2 separate regions of the Mus musculus genome follow, and region 2 is linked to region 1. Evidence: chromatin contacts called from public Hi-C data. All regions are on one chromosome and are shown on one strand. Each heading gives the region's core, a stretch centred on a gene start, on an enhancer-like site or on the middle of the called end of the contact. The rest is flanking DNA. Distances are from core to core; before and after follow the strand shown.

Region 1 (2,870 bases), core at 306-2,805:
TTTCCCCTTTCCTGCCACAACCACCCATGCCACTTTGACCTCGCTGTGAGTTAAGATCTTTAACAAGAAACCTCAGGAGTCATCCCGCCTAGGCAGCCTGGCCTCTGCTCATTTGTGAGTGACCATCTTGGCTGTCCTGAGAGTTCAGGCCTCTTGGAATCAGATCATCTGAACTCCCAGCTGAGAGCTGTCATTTCTGTGTCTGTGGTTCTGGAAAATTGCTCAAACTCACTGGGGCTCAGTTTGCTTATCTGGGAAATGGGGATGGCCAGGGCACATATCTTGTGAATTATCTAGGAGGATTAAATGAAGTACAAATTTCGAACTGCACATCGAGTTACTGGAGCTTGGGTAGCTGAATCAGCAAAGCTATTGGACTGGTCCTGAACATAGCCTCTGAAAGACTGTGGTTTGTGTGTCAAGTTTCCTATTCCGTGCTTGTCTGTTGATGTTGTAACCAACCGTTCTAATGAAGTAGCCATGAGCACCTGTGCTCTTAGGTCATAGGTGTGTGTGTGTGCGCGCGCCTGTGCCTCTACTCTGGGCAGGGTTGGAACCATCCTTGTCTTCTTCCTCCACTTAGCATTGTCTTCAGGACCTAGGCCCTGACACAGCCGTGTCAGCAGATGGCTAGGGTCTGGGGCTTTGCTCAGTGGTACTGCTGGCCCCAGGTTTCTGGTGAGTCAGTGCTCAAGTGCGTCCTAGCGCCAGTGTGGGCCGGATCTGCTCCACGAGGCTGGCCAGGCCACACCCCGGGGAAGTTTGGCAGTCAGCCTTGAACACCCTGGGCAGGGCCCCAAGACAGATGTAGGCACAGGGGAGTGAGCAGGGGAGCAGACCGTGGCTGAAGAGAGGTGACAGGCGCCTGGTCATGTGGGAGACAGACATTCCCTCTCTCTGGACTCCCTAAATGTCTAGGCTTGCATTGAGTATGCACTGAGGACTGACCCCAGGGGGTTTGCTGGCCAGGAGGCCTCTAAGAGCAAGAGGTTGGATTTCTTTTCCCCTAGCTTGCTGAAGTCAGCTTGGTTGGGATTCCAGTTAATTAGTGGCTCACCCATGGTAGGCTTCTGGATTCCCTTGAGAGTAAGTAGTTGTATTTCAGGTTCTGGTCGGGTACCCCGGTGCAATGCCAGTTCCTAGATGGCTGTTGGTGGACAGTGGCTGTGCAGAGCTCAGAGTCACTTGCTATGTTATTTAGCACGGGCCTCACGGCCATGAGAGGAACATGGTCCTTCTGGATTTGGCGCAGTGTGCAGGCATTGGCTCAGTGAGGCAGATGCAGTCTCACCCTCACAGGTGAGGTGCGGAGCTTCGGACTTGAAGGTGGTGGTTGCTGGTGGCTTCTGGAGTGGACACTGATTCCTGAGGGGTACTTAGTTAGTGCCTTGATCTCCACCCTCCCTGTTGAGTGTCTGTGCAGGCACAGTATTCCTTGCATGTGCGCACACTGTTTGTCATTGTTAGTTGTAAGTCTCACACTCCAGCCTGGTGCCTGAATCGCCGGCACATTTGCTGGCACCCGGAGCCTGGTTCTCCGCCACAGGGAAGGTGCAGGGCTGCCGGGTGACCTATTGATTTCAGCCAGGAGCGTCGCCAGGTACTTTGCCTCTTCCGCCAAGCCCTCTGCTTGTTTATTTGGCCTTGTCAGGGAATGTGGTAATGTCAGGGAGTGACGTCTGAACCCTGCAGCCTCCTCTTCCAAGTGGGCTCACCGTCAGCAGCCATTCTGTTCATTTGGCATCACCAGGGTCTGAGGTTAATCCGTTCAAATGGTGACCACGTTCTAAAGGGCACTTGCTCTAAGCACTTCTTTGGAAAAAGAAGAAAGAAAAAAGAATTATATCCTATGCTCTGCTTCTCTTCAAGGAGGAAAATGTCACCTGCTCTCCTTTCGCCAGAGGCCCCTTCTTTCCTGGGTCACCCTTCCTACCCCTCAATTCCTGGAGAAGGGAGAACCAAACCCAGGAGGAGCCACCAAGACTGTAAATGTTCCCCCACCGGGTTCCTAAGGTGATCTTGGGCAAATGAGTGGCTTTCTTAAGGGACCCTGCTTTCTCCACGGCAAAAAGGGGTACAACTGTCCCTCCAAATTAAAAATGATCTTTCATTCACTTACTGTGTGCCTGTGCCTGTACCTCGCATGTGCGTGTGGAGTTCGGCCAGAACACAGCCTAGTCTGCAGGAGGTGGTTCTAGTCTTCTACCATGTGAGACCCAGGGATGTGGTTCAGGTCCCTGGGCTTGGTGACAGGCACCTTTTCCCCTGAGCCATCCTCCATGTTTTATTGGGTTACTGGGGTAGGAAAGAACAGCAGCCCCCAAATTGTCTGTTAAATTGAGAGTAGACAGGGAACCACCTGAGTGTTTGCCCTTTGAGCTCCAGCACCAGGCTCCGAAGCTTGCCGGGAAAAGCCACAGAGCTGCCAGCTGTCTGGGGCCTGTCTCCCCGGGGAGACTCTGCTCCTAGTCCCCTCCCCTGAGACCTGCCTGGCTCTGGGGAGAGTGCCAAGTCAGCACTCCTTTATCTCCCTGTCTCCTCCGGGGAGGAGTTTGAGCCCAGTTTCAGTCAGGTTTAACCATAACATTCCCTCTCTGTTATGTATGTATTTACTTTCTGCTGGTTGAAACAGGATCTTCTTACTGTGTTGTCTAGGCTGTTCTCCCCTGCTTCAGCCTCCTCAGGACTATAGGGATTGCACCTATACATGTATTACCTGCTTTTTGCCCGTTCTTTTCCTCTGTGTGTGTGTGTGTGTGTGTGTGTGTGTGTGTGTGTGTGTGTGTGTGTTCAGAGCTAGGGGTTGAACCCAGAGCTTTGGTGCATGCTATTTCAATGCTGGCTCCCCCCCCTCCTTTTCATCTTTTAAA
Region 2 (2,741 bases), core at 95-2,594, 500 kb after region 1:
CTGGCATCTGGCACTGCAGAGACCAGGCCAGATTCCTCTGCCAAATAACAGCTTGGAGGGTTTGAAAACAGCTGTCAGCTGCCACCTGTGGCTGCTCCTAAACCCTTCATTTGTTATGATCCAATACGAAAGCAGGGGAAAGCAGGCTCCTCACATCATGTGGGGTTGTGGGCCCCCCAACTACTCCTGTTTGCCTGAGTCCTCTGAGAGAACACCCCCTCAAGCTCTGCAGGGTCGCCAGCCAGGACCTGAGATGCATGGAGGGGCATGAGAGCCAAGAGAGGATTGACTCTTGTGGCTCACGTTGTCAATCAAATGCTCTGCCTGACTGGGTTACTCTGGGATTTGAGATTTCCTGCCCTTTAAGGCTTTAAAAGTATCCCTTTTAAAAAAAAATTAGCAACAAATATACAAAAGAGTATGTGAACAAATACAGTCATTTAAAGAGTTACCACAATGATGGACATCTCTGACCAAGATCGGAACAGCACCTCCCTGCTCCTGCCCCTAAGCCTACTTTGGACACTTTCCCTCCATTCCTACAGCTCTTTACTTTTTTTGTAACTTTTCCCTTGCTTTTCTCCATCTTCCACTCCCCCATGGACATTCCTCAAAATGACTCACAGTTAGTTTCTTCTTACTTTGACCTTCAGACAAAACCGATTGTCATTTTTCTCCATAACTTCTCTGAACATTGTTCATCTGTTGGTTGTTTGTGAGAAGGTCTTCTCAGAAGCTCTGGACCCTAGAGTGGTCTTGAACACTCGGTCCTCTTGCATTAACCTCTGCGGTTGCTGACATTATTGGCCTGTGTCAACCACTGCTGGCTCTCAATATTGTCTTTGATGGATTTTCCTTGTTGGAATCCATCAATGAGCTGATTTGAATTCTAATTAGTCATTCTAAGATCACTGTGTGGAGTGTGGGCATACACGTGTGCTATTATGTGTGCAGACCCATGTATGTATGTTCAATGTGTGGAGGACAGAGGTCAACTTTAGGTGTTGCTCCTCAGCTGTCAGCCATCTTGGTTTTTTGTTTTTGGAAGGGGTGGTCACACTGTCTCAATGGCTTGGAGCTTGCCGACTCATGTGGACTGGCATTGAGATTTTAATGTAAGCCACTGTACCTGGGTTCTGCTATTCTGGCACTGGGGTTACAGCATGAACCACTGTACCTGGGTTCTGCTAGCCAGCCCTGGGGTTACAGCATGAAACACTGTACCTGGACTCTGCTAGCCTAGTCTTGGGGTTACAGCATGAACCTCTGTGCCTGGGCTCTGCTACTTTGGCACTGGGGTTACAGCATGAACCACTGTACCTGGGCTTTGCTAACCTGACCCTGGGTTACAGCATGAGCCGCTATACATGGGCTTTGCTAGTCTGACCCTGAGGTTACAGCATGAACCACTGTACCTGGCCTCTGCTAGCCTGACCTTGAGGTTACAGCATGAACTAATGTGCCTGGGCTCTGCTAGTCCAGCCTTAGGGTTACAGCATGAACCTTGGATCCTGGAGATCGCACTCCAGTCATCATGCTTTTACAACAAGCACTTTATCAGCCGACCTACCTCCCCAGCCCCATAATCACACTCATAACCGTCATCTATATGTCTGTAAACTCCCTGTCTATATTGTTTACATTCTGTAAACATTCTGTCTATATTATCTATGTGTCTGTAAATGTTCTGCCTACGTTATTTATGTGTCTGTAAGTGTCCTGTCTATATCATCTACATGTCTGCAAGTGTTCTGCCTGTATTATCTACATGTCTGTAAATGCCTTTTGCATATTACCTATGTGTCTGTAAATGCCCTGACTATACTGTCATTAGGAAACTGGGAAAGCATCAAACGCAGCTGGTCTCGGACCAGCTTTACCGAACATCTCCTCCTACAGAGATCAAGCCAATATTCAGCATTATTTAGCACACGCCACCAGTTACAAATCCTCCTGATTTTGTCTGAATCTAGGCGATAATTTCCTCCTTGCCCACATGGCTATTAAAACACATCTTGTTTCAAGTGAAGGTAAGTACTTTTGGCATCTTCCTGGTATACCAGTCCTGCAGCCTTGAAGGAAAGGAAGCAAGGTTTAGGGACTGTGCACATAAAGTGGGTCCTTGGATTGCATGATTTCACCTGTTACCGATGGCCAACTCACCCTCTCTAGAGTCCTGGGAATTCACCGGTGACCTTTGGAAAATCAGAATCACAAATTCAGATCCTTTGCCTTGCTTTTCATACTTGACAGAGGCACTTGAAAGGTCAGGTTCTCAATACCTAGGTATCCTTCACATGGGCCAGGAAGCTAGAGCCCACCAATGTAGCCTCATGTTAGGGGCCAGTTGTACTGCAGAGAAGGGATGGGGGCAAAGTCCTTAACGGTCAGCTTGGAGAGACTGGCAGATGACATCACATGTGACTTTGAGCAGCAGGAGTGGGGTCGAGGACCTGGGGATGGAATCGAAAGCACACCTGTGGGAGAGATGAATCATGAAGTCGCAGGGAAAGTGACAGCCAGAAGGACTGCAGCTGGTCCACTTTCTCCATCTGGAATAGCATAGCCATACTGCAGATGGAACTGCTGAGTGACCCCTTAGAATGAGCATAAGTTGTTGATGAAGGCCGAGTCAGTGTCTCTGGGCTCAGACCCCTAGCAAGGAAACAGATGTGAAAGGGGTGCCATGGTAAGGTGGGTCAAAGAGCCTGGTATGTGTGTGGGTGTCTGATAAGAGGTGA

What was found. A called contact is a pair of places that touch in the nucleus more often than the background predicts.
Region 2: a contact with region 1 is called in a Hi-C map of liver, with 2.8 times the contacts expected there. The contact joins two enhancer-like sites. A contact is called at or near these places in 1 of 484 Hi-C or Micro-C datasets (liver) and 1 of 115 datasets of contacts at active chromatin or transcription factors (embryonic stem cells).

What each region holds. Positions count from the first base shown.
Region 1 is chr14:65,374,251-65,377,120 of GRCm38.p6, forward strand. All of the region lies in intron 1 of Zfp395 (zinc finger protein 395), which reads left to right. Among named protein-coding and RNA genes, the nearest start is that of Zfp395, 17 kb to the left of the region's middle. Within about 2 kb of position 1,556, at least 298 of the 459 cell types and tissues checked have an H3K27ac peak or open chromatin away from gene starts, as enhancers often do. A contact at or near this core is called in liver, where this site is marked.
Region 2 is chr14:65,872,112-65,874,852 of GRCm38.p6, forward strand. No RefSeq gene overlaps it. Among named protein-coding and RNA genes, the nearest start is that of Gm41181, 30 kb to the right of the region's middle. Within about 2 kb of position 1,345, at least 13 of the 459 cell types and tissues checked have an H3K27ac peak or open chromatin away from gene starts, as enhancers often do. A contact at or near this core is called in liver, where this site is marked.